2 separate regions of the Mus musculus genome follow, and region 1 is linked to region 2. A link is a contact called in public HiChIP or PLAC-seq data. All regions are on one chromosome and are shown on one strand. The core of a region is the stretch at or near the end of the contact, and the rest is flanking DNA. Distances in the headings are between cores, read along the strand shown. Region 1 overlaps Myt1l (myelin transcription factor 1-like). Region 2 overlaps Gm31569 (a long non-coding RNA gene).

The links. HiChIP or PLAC-seq counts read pairs in DNA pulled down with a chosen protein or histone mark.
Region 1: a contact with region 2 is called in an H3K4me3 HiChIP or PLAC-seq map of embryonic basal ganglia, with 2.5 times the contacts expected there. The contact joins two enhancer-like sites. A contact is called at or near these places in 6 of 484 Hi-C or Micro-C datasets (all in embryonic stem cells) and 1 of 115 datasets of contacts at active chromatin or transcription factors (embryonic basal ganglia).

What each region holds. Positions count from the first base shown.
Region 1 is chr12:29,627,437-29,632,679 of GRCm38.p6, forward strand. The region is part of intron 2 of Myt1l (myelin transcription factor 1-like); the gene reads left to right. Among named protein-coding and RNA genes, the nearest start is that of C630031E19Rik, 56 kb to the right of the region's middle. Within about 2 kb of position 2,840, at least 26 of the 459 cell types and tissues checked have an H3K27ac peak or open chromatin away from gene starts, as enhancers often do. A contact at or near this core is called in embryonic basal ganglia, where this site is marked.
Region 2 is chr12:29,255,487-29,260,013 of GRCm38.p6, forward strand. The region is part of intron 1 of Gm31569 (a long non-coding RNA gene); the gene reads left to right. Among named protein-coding and RNA genes, the nearest start is that of Gm31569, 52 kb to the left of the region's middle. Within about 2 kb of position 2,900, at least 79 of the 459 cell types and tissues checked have an H3K27ac peak or open chromatin away from gene starts, as enhancers often do. A contact at or near this core is called in embryonic basal ganglia, where this site is marked.

The DNA.
Region 1 (5,243 bases), core at 1,590-4,089, 370 kb after region 2:
TGAGGCACTCACAGAAGAGTGCTTGCTCATGTGCTTGTGTGTGTGTGTGTGTGTGTGTGTGTGTGTGTGTGTGTGTGTGTGAGCTACACACTGCCCTGGAGTTATGCTAGGAAGTGATTCAGATACCAGGTCTATTCATGGTCTTCAGTGACTTCTTTTATGATAGGTGTAGCTCCACTTGAAAATTTAAATAGAGATATTGTTAAGTATTATTTATTTGTTTATTTATTCATTAAAATAATTAGAAACCCATTACATGTTAATAGAAGCGATATATATTTATGAAAAATAGCCATGTTTCCTACAATTATCAGGGAAAGGCAGTGTTTCATGTTCCCCACTGCATTCTCTTATTCTGCCTCACCACACTGCAAAAGTGGTTTTACCTGACACGTCTGAAGATCATACTGCTGGGCAAGGGAAGACCTTGGCCACTCACAAAGGTGCAAGGCTGTCTGAAGGCCTGGAGCCACATTCCAAGAACTTCTCTAGGAAACTCTGTTCTTGCATCAGGAGAGGGAGAGGAAGATCCAGAGCCATCTGCAGTCTTGGTAGGAGCAAGGTCACAGAAGCTCCAGGGGGCAGGGGAAACTGTTGAAGCTCTACGTAAAAGATTAGTAGCAGCTCTGTGCAAACTGGCTTTGCCAAGGTCATCGTTTCGCCTAGTGGAGCATACACAGAAAGCTGGATGCTCTAGGAAAATCGGCTTGCAAACTGCTTTCCAGAAGGCGCGGGGACAATAAGCCCGAGCCTTGGCTTGCGAACAGTACCCTGCAGTCAGGTGTAACTGATAGGGCATGGTAGAATCTGTCTGTAATCCTAGCACTTAGGAGGTGAGGTGGAGAAATTTACAACAGAGGAGTGAAGGTCTTCCAGGCATAGGGTTTCCATGTTTACACGTGGAAGGACCATTGGAAACTCACACCATATACATCTTGTCCCCTGCAACTGGCCAGCCTGTAGGAAAGAAGGCATCATCTTCTCTGTGCCCCTGAATCCTTTCATCCATAAATAAGTGCCAGGCTCAGAGAACATTGTCATCTGGGAGACGGAGCCCCATTACGGGACCACAAAAGACCAGGAAAACATGGAACAGGGAGGGATCACCAAGAATGCAGCCTTCTTCTGAGGTCTGGACTGCCCCCTGGCTGTCAGTATGGCGTATGGCTCTCCGTAGATCTGGTCCAGCATGTCGACTAGGGACGATTTTCTAGGCCATTTAAATAGGTGAAGTGATTATGTGACCTGGTGATGTCTGGTAATGTCCCAGTGGTGTGTCAACACAGTAAACACTGTGTGGCACCCATCTGCCTGAGGACAAATCTGTGCCAAAAACCCAAGCCCACTCAGAGACAATTCCAGAGGGGCCAGTGTTAATCTCCACTCCACTGACAGTACCTTAAACTCTACCTCCAGAGCCATAACAGAGCTCATATCCAGAACTGTAAACAAGGCAGTTGTGAACTTGGCGTCCATCACGAGCCCATTAGAACATGAAGACTGATATTTGTGGGCTTAGTTCAAGCATGAATGCAGGTGTTTTGATCTATGAAGGAAGCATCTATATGTATAATTCCTTTCAGGAAACATTGTGTTTGTTTGTTCGTTTGTAGTGCTGAGGCAGGACTCAGTCTTGAGCATGCTAGTTAAGCTCTCTGAGCTAATCCCAAGCCGTGTCTTTAAAACACAGGCTATATTCAAAGATGGTTAGGGTCACATGTAAACATTATTGGATTAGTTCTCTAAAGAATATTTTAAACTCAATTTTAATATTTCAATGTGGAAATAAGCAAATGTACTATGTACCCTATTTATTAGTATAAACAAATTATAAATAATTAATTCATATGTATTTCTATAAACACGAGAAACAATCTTTGGGTTTTTTTTTTTGTTTTTAAGTATACTCTCGTGTTTCTTATAAAGAATTAGAAATAGGATTGGGATGATAGCTCAGTGAGTATCTTGCAAGTAAAGTACTTGTCTTGCAAGAGTGAGGACTTGAGTTCAATCCCTCAGTATCCACAAAAATGCATATGTACCTATATGCATGCATGCATACAAACATACATAGGCCAGGTGTGGAGGGACATATTTGTAATGCCAGCTCTGGAGAGGCAGAGACAGATGGATTCTACCCTGCCTAACCTGTTTCATGAGTCCCAGGCCAATGCGAAACTTTGCCTTGAAACAATAAGGATGGTGGCCTCCAATCCTGACAGATGTATGTGCACATGCCGTGGGCATCTGTATGTACACTGAGACACAACAGGAACAGACACAGGCATGCACACATAGCAAGCAAGCACATAGTCTGCGTGTACCAATTCGGAGTATCTTTGGGAATGCTAGAAAAAAGGCTGGGTGAAGCAGCTCTGGCCACAGTGAGTCTGTCTGTATTGAGTTTGATGATGAATGCAGCAAACAAGGATGTGGGACTTTCACAGTGTATTTTTAGCTAGCTCTAAGGTATACCACCCTCCCCTCCTTGCAGAATTATTTTTAATTCCCCAGAGCATGCTCCCTGCCACTCATCACCATGTTTGGGGCCTGCTCTTTTTCACTGAGGCTGCAGTGCCTTCCTCTGGGTGCCGCTCATCAATGCAGAACTGATTTGGAGCTGAACTGTATAATAATAAGCCTTTCAGCGCCAGCCCCACACTTGCCTTGTAATTAAGGCCTGATGGTTGTGTTGACGGCAAATGAAAGAAAATGGCTTTGTTCTCTCTTCCCTGGCTTGATTGCGGGTTCTCTCGCTCACCTGAATTCCACCCATCCTGCATTGTGCCTGTGATTGCTGGAGGACCATAATTGCAGTCCCAGCAGATGACATTTCCAGGAGGTACAGTCTGTGCAGCTCCAGGGGGAACTGATGGAGCCGTGCCTGGTGAAACTCGTCAAGGGTAGATCTAGGGAACGCCTATGTGGAAGTTAAGCTGGGACCAAACACCGGGATCCTCCTCTGACATTAGCTGTACCCAGTGGTGCATGGCTGCAGCCCGCCTCACCCTCTGCCTACAGTCCAAAAGGACAGACTGAGCACAGGCACAAAAGTTCAGTAAGTGCAGGTGAGCCACACCTTTGAAAGACCTTTGGGGCTGAAGAGGTGGCTCAACAGTTAAGAGTATTTGCTATTCTTGACGAGATCCTGAATTCTATTCCCAGCACCCACGTGGCAGCTCAGAATTACTCTAGTTCCTGGGGACCTGATACCCTTTTCTGACCTCCACAGGTACCAGACATGAGCATACACAAGTAAAAGCTTACTACTCCTGCACACAAACAAAGAAACTGAGGCTGGGGCAGTGCCTCCATTTTACAGTGTTTGCCGTGGAACCACAAGGACCCCAGCTCAGATCTCCAGTTCTCATATAAAATGTCAGTGTGGCAGCTCACACCTGTAACCCCAGTGCTTAGGAAACAGGTACAAGAGAATCCATGGGCTCTTTGGCCACTTAGCCTAGAGGAATCAGGCTCAATGGGAGACCTTGCCTCAAAAAAGATGGTGAGGCATCAGTAAGACAGACTCCAGATAAGGATCTCTGGCCTATGAGTACACACACACACACACACACACACACACACACACACACACACACACACACACACACACAAATTCCTCTGGCAATGACTCAAGAAGGGGATCAGAAGCAGAAAACACTTAGGTAAACACACTCCTTTGAGCAGTTCTGGTACACCTTGCTTCCTCTGGAAAGGGCCTCATTAGACTTTATATGCAGCTTGCAGCTGTGTTCATCAGTTCTCTTTACTCATAAAGACTAAACTCAATGCCAGAGAAGACGTTTGTAAATATCCATAACCTGCCAGCATCTTGAAGCTGGTCTGATGGCTAATCTTGGTTGTCATCCTGACCACATCTGGAATCTAGTAAAACCCGAGCGGCTGGGCACACCTCTGGGGAAATTTTCTTGATATGGATCACCTGAGGTAAGGACACCTATGCTAAATCCTGATCATTTGAGCTCAGAAGCCCCACCCTAAAATCTGGGCCACACCTTCTGGTCGAAATCCACATCAAATGGTGGAAAAGAAGAAAGCTTTTGCTCTTTGCCTCCTTGCCCTCACTCTCACTGGCAAGATCATCGATTTCCCTGCTGAATTATGCCTTCACTGCTGTTAGAGCCTACTTCTTTAGAACTCTACAATAGACCAAAGGCAAGCTAAGACATTCAGACTCATGGAGGAGCCAACTACCTCTTCCTTCACCTTCCCGTTGAGAGACAGCCATTGCTTAACTAGTCCAACAACACCTGTAAACCAATCTAATAAATCCCCTTTAATATATGTATATGTATGTGTATGTGTGTGTATGTGTATGTATATGTGTATGTATATAGATACGGTGTATATTTATTTAATATGTATGTATACATGTATGTATGTATTCACCCTGTCAGTTCTGTTACTCTAGAGAACTCTGACTAACACAGCTAGTGTATGTGCCTTTGGTATTTGGATTTGACAGGAGATGCCCAAATCTGGAGTATATGTCCGAGAACATATATCAAAAGGAATAACCAAAAGTCGATCAGCTTCCATAGGACACTACATGAACCCTCCCACACTGCCACAATTTGTCTCAGGGTAGACTTCTCCCCACATAAACATCACATTTGCTCAGAGAAACTCAATTCACACTCTTTCACGACTGCAGTGATTACTCACAGTGGAAAACAACAACCAAGCATCCTTTCCTGGAGGATGAGTCTGGGTTTATCTGACATTCCACTCATCTGCTGGACAGGCTACTCAGTGGGAAGGACTATGGTGCAGAAGTGAGGGTTAGCCCATCCTGAGGCCTTGGGCATGTTCCTTACTCTCTTTCATTCTTAACATTTCTGCCATAAAAAGAAAGTTTAAACCATCTGTTATAGTGGATGCCTGTAATCCCATTGCACGGAACGGAGGTGGGGGTAAGGAGAATCAGGAATTTAATGTCATCCATGGCTATGTAGTAAGTTAGAGGTTATCCTGGGATGTCTCAAGGAAACAAAAACAAAAATGGAGGGGAAGGAAATCTAACTTCTGGCAGAGACCAATCACTACTTCTTTATTGTTATCTCTATATTTTCATATACGTTTTTATCAACATATCTGGACTTTTATTGAGTTTTAAAGTTTGCAGGAAGTGTAACAGTAAGCATATGACAGTACAGGTCAGCGTGACTTCAGGGATGCATGCAATCTTCACACCAAGCCCAGGGAGTGGGGCATGGGTCCCT
Region 2 (4,527 bases), core at 1,650-4,149:
ATAGTGCTCCTCCATGGCCTCTGAAATAATTCCTACCTCCAGGTTCTTGTCCTGTTTGAATTCCTGTTACCTCACTGATGGACTGTGATGTGTGAAGTGGGACTGAAATATACCCTTTCCTTCTAAGTTGCTTTTGTTCACAGCAGTAGTAGCCCTAACTAGGACACTTGGGAATGGAATAGCCTTGTGGGTCTCATAAGTTTTAGGGATTTATTGAGACTTGTGAGTTGTTTACATTTTGGATTCTTCAGAATGGAGGGTTTTGACTCAGAGAAAACTGCTGTATAACATGTTCACTGTGACTTCGAAACCTGACTACTGCAATCCACCATATCAGTCTCTGCTATGTTGATTCATCAGCCCTAGCAATGAGCTCACCTTCATTAGAGACTATTTTTTTCTGTGCTGGTCCAACATAGTATCTTTTTGGGCCATTGGCCTCACTCGTACCTATTGCCACCAGGGGACGAGTCTCACATGGGCACATAGCCTTTGCTTTCCTACCTTGTAATGGTCAGTGTTAATTGTCAATTGACAGAATTACATGGGCGATGTGTGTCTTAACAAGGTACCATCTTGATTACATCAGTGGATAAAGGAAGATCCATCCTTATTGTGAGCAGGTCCATTGGGTTGGGCAGACAATCTGAATAAATGGAGAATGGAGCTGAGCAGCATGCATGGGCTCCACTCTCTGCTTCGGACTGGGGGTAGAATGTGATCAGATGCTCCTCCTACCTTGATCACACCAACAGGACTGACAGCACTTTGACCTGGGAGCCAGATAAGCCCCTTCTCGCTTAAGTTACATTTGTCAGACATGTCAACGTGCCGCAATCCCAGCCACAAGTCCCTAGCCAGCTGGAAATGCACAGTCATTCTAGCAGCCCTGGGGCATCTAGTTCTGTCACCTGTCCTCACTCAGTGTGCCACCTTCTACCTCAGAAGCATTGCAGAAATCAGTTGCCATCAATGATGATGTCATTAATGTCACTGTCTTTGTGCTTTAGAGTTTGGAATATGTGTGTGCTTCAGAGTTTAGACTACAAACATATATATGTATACATATGTATGTGTATATATATATATATATATATTCCAAACCGAAAAGTACATATGTACATATATGCACATATATACAAGCATATATATGTATATATAATATTCATATATTCCCTAAGATTATTAATTCTATCTGTCTCGAAATGACTGCTTGGATTTATCATGCTAACAATGCCAGGCATCAACTCACTCTTTTCACTTGTCACCTATAACCTTGTGGGCTTCCAAGTCAGTTACCACTACTGTTGCTTTCTTTCCCACCAAGGGTTAATCACATGACATGCATAGTCCCACCACCGGCTGCAGCTGTGAGTCTCACTCCATGTCTTACTCCATGTCATGTAGCCAGTGCCTTGGAGAAGATAGCGTCTCTGTCTCCTTAGAACAACTCCAGAGCCTGACCTTCTCCAAGGTGCTGTGTTACTGAAGTCACCTCCCCACACTTGACCCCACAGCTAGCAGCACAGTGAAGTAGATAAGGGTCTCTCCAGTGGGCTCAGGGTAAGAGGTTCTAGGGAAGGGGAGCAGGAGACTCTGGATGGTCATACATTGATCATGAGGGGTCAGGGGTTCATACAGAAGGGCAGTCAGGGATGTGAAAGACATCTAAGGGCAGAGAGCCTGGAAACACGTTTACTGTGACGATGGCTGTCACTATGGCAACCACCACATGTGTTTTCAGCTGCAGGATAACAAGTCTACTCTAAAGACCCTTTGAGGTAGTTTATTGCCCTTTCCCTTTGAGACCTGGAAGATGGAGTGGCTCATTGGATGTCAGCATGTCCAGCTAGAAATCAGGCCCTCTGTCCTAAAATTGCTCATGTTCTTTACCCTGGCATGTACTGGCCATATGGGAAGCACACAGGGCTTTCCAGACAGAAAGCACCAGAAGGACTCATTAAGGTCTGAACAGGGCTGGGGTTTGCCTCGGGAGGGGTGATGGGGTGAAGCATTGCCCCAGGGCTAGAACCCAGCCTCAAAGCAATGGAGGGAGGAGGCTGAAGCTGCAGTAGTTTTATCGAAGGAAGTGCAGATGCCTCCCAGCAGAAACACTAGCTGGGTCGGCATCCTGGAGGGTACAGGAGACTGAGGCTGAGAGGGGCTGTGCAAGGCACACAGAGTAGAGTACAGAGTCTGTGGTCTAGTTGCTGTTTCCCTGGGCCGTGTGTCACTGTGAGATTCGAATTCTTTATCATCTGTCAGAAATCTATGAGGATTAAAACCAGCATCCAAGACTCAGCCATTGTTCAGGAGAAAATGGCTGAATGGGACTGCATAATGTGGAGTCCAGCAGTGCGGGCACTAGGAAGGGAAGTAGACTGGCTGACAGCTACTGCAGATGCAGGCATCCCGAGACAACAGCAGAGTCTCTATGGACTGTGTGGATAGGTCTATGGCCAAAGGTCAGAGTACAGACTTCCCACTAACTTCAGGACCTTAAGGTCACCTTAGTGTGAGGTGCAGAAACAAAGCATGAAGAGTCAGAGGCGAGCTGCAATGGGGCATCTGTGAAGCAGGGCTTGATTTAGTTGGCAGGTCAGAGGCACAGACTAGCACATATACCTGCAAGATTCCTTAACCCTCTCTCCAGGTCTCCGAATGTTAATTTCTTGTATGCACAGCGTATCACGCAGCTCTTCAAACCACACCTCTCTTCGCCGCTAACTCCAAATGTGTTTCGCATTTCCCCTCCAGACTCATCGATCCTTTCTTCCAAAAAAAAAAAAAAAAAAAAAAAAAAAAAAAAAATTGCCCGAACCAGTGTTAGGAGCTGCCTCCCACAAAGTGTTAAACAGCAGCAGAGGGCTGGCAGCCTTCCAAAGCACTGAGGCTGCAGGCAGGCGGGCAGGCTGGCTGGCCCCACCAGGGGAGGCATTTGCAACCCTGGTCGATGGAGGCACAGAGGAAAAGGTTGGCCTTTCTGGAGAGGTTTCTCCCATGCACAGGCTGCCGGCTTCAGATCCATTTTCTCATAAACCCCAGACTCGGCCGTGAGAGGCTATAATCTGAGGGTTTAAAAATGCCAAATCCAATCTTGGGGGATGGAGAGCACAAGATGAACTGCTCCCAGGCCTGGCTGTTGGGAGGAGCACAGGACTTCCCTTATCTGTTAGCTGTTAGCCCAGCACCAGCAGTCTCAGGCAAGGGCTTCAGGTTTATCACCTTGCCACCTGGAGGACACAAAAGTCAGGGCCCCTGGTGGGCAGTTGCTGCTCTGTGGGTCAGTTGCCACCTCTGTCAAGGGCAGATAAGAGCCAGCCCCACTCCACTTGGAGTTGTGTGGAAGGCAGATGTGATTTACATGGTGTGTGCATTTTATAAATGGAAGCAATCTGAGCAATCAAGGTAATATAAATACTGCCTATTTGGGGTGTAATGTCTCCTCTTGTAATGGGACTGCTTCAGTGTATTTGTTTTTCTTTGAAACCCGTTCTCTCGGTGAACACATTTTTTTCGTAGCTTCGTTCTTCCTTTCATTTAAGTCTAAAGTGCCGTAGTGTGGCTACTTTTGAAGAGCGCTCTCAATGAGCAGGGAGTGGATGCTCTTTGGAGTTCCTGGGCTTGAGCTGAGGCACAGACATTAGCATGAGGGGCCAGAGGGTCCTCAAGTCCCACTTCTGACTCTTGAGCCTCACACAGCACAGCCAACGTGATTTGAGCTTGTTTTCTTGAACAGCATCCAGAGATCTCTGCAGCAACCATTTTGTATAGCAGTAGAGACCTCTGACTATTCCCCAGCTCTGGCCATGTTTGGCTTTGCTGCTAAGCCTTTATCAGATCTCAGAGGCATACTTACAAGTCACTTAGTAGGGAGAAAGCAAAACCCTTTCATGTGTTTATGTGTTTATTTTTCGCATTAAGTACACACAATCAGGTTGACATTTTGAAAATGCAGGACATGGTTTTGGAAACAAAGCACAACATAATGTGTCATCTCATTCCAGAGAGATGAAGGTTACGGTAGGCCTTTGTTCCGATGACTTCTGTCTTCATGTATGGTGTTATTTATTCTTTTATCTGTATAGAGTGGAGGCCAAACACTTGAGAAAACAGCTTAAACAAAGAAGCACTCATTGTATATCATACTTTCAGAAGGTCCAACCCATAAGTGCTTGGCTTTACCCCCTTGAGCCGAGCGTCATTGTTGGTAAAAGCATGCAGTAGAGGGGCCCCTGTACCACAGGGCAGACAGGAACCATAGACACAGAGGTGGAGAGGAGGAACTGGTTCAAAGGCACACCTATTCTTCAGCCTGCTTCCTCCAGTTAGATCCTACACCCTAAAGTTTGCAGGACCCCACAAATAGCACCACCAGGTGGCTCCCAGGGTTCAACACATGAATCTATGAGAGACTTTCATCTCCTACTGTAGCATGTCCCTAGTCCCCAAAGCTTCCTGACCACTCCCATAGTGCCAGATGCATTTAGTCTGCTCCCATGAGTCCAAATGGGACTTTTAATTGGC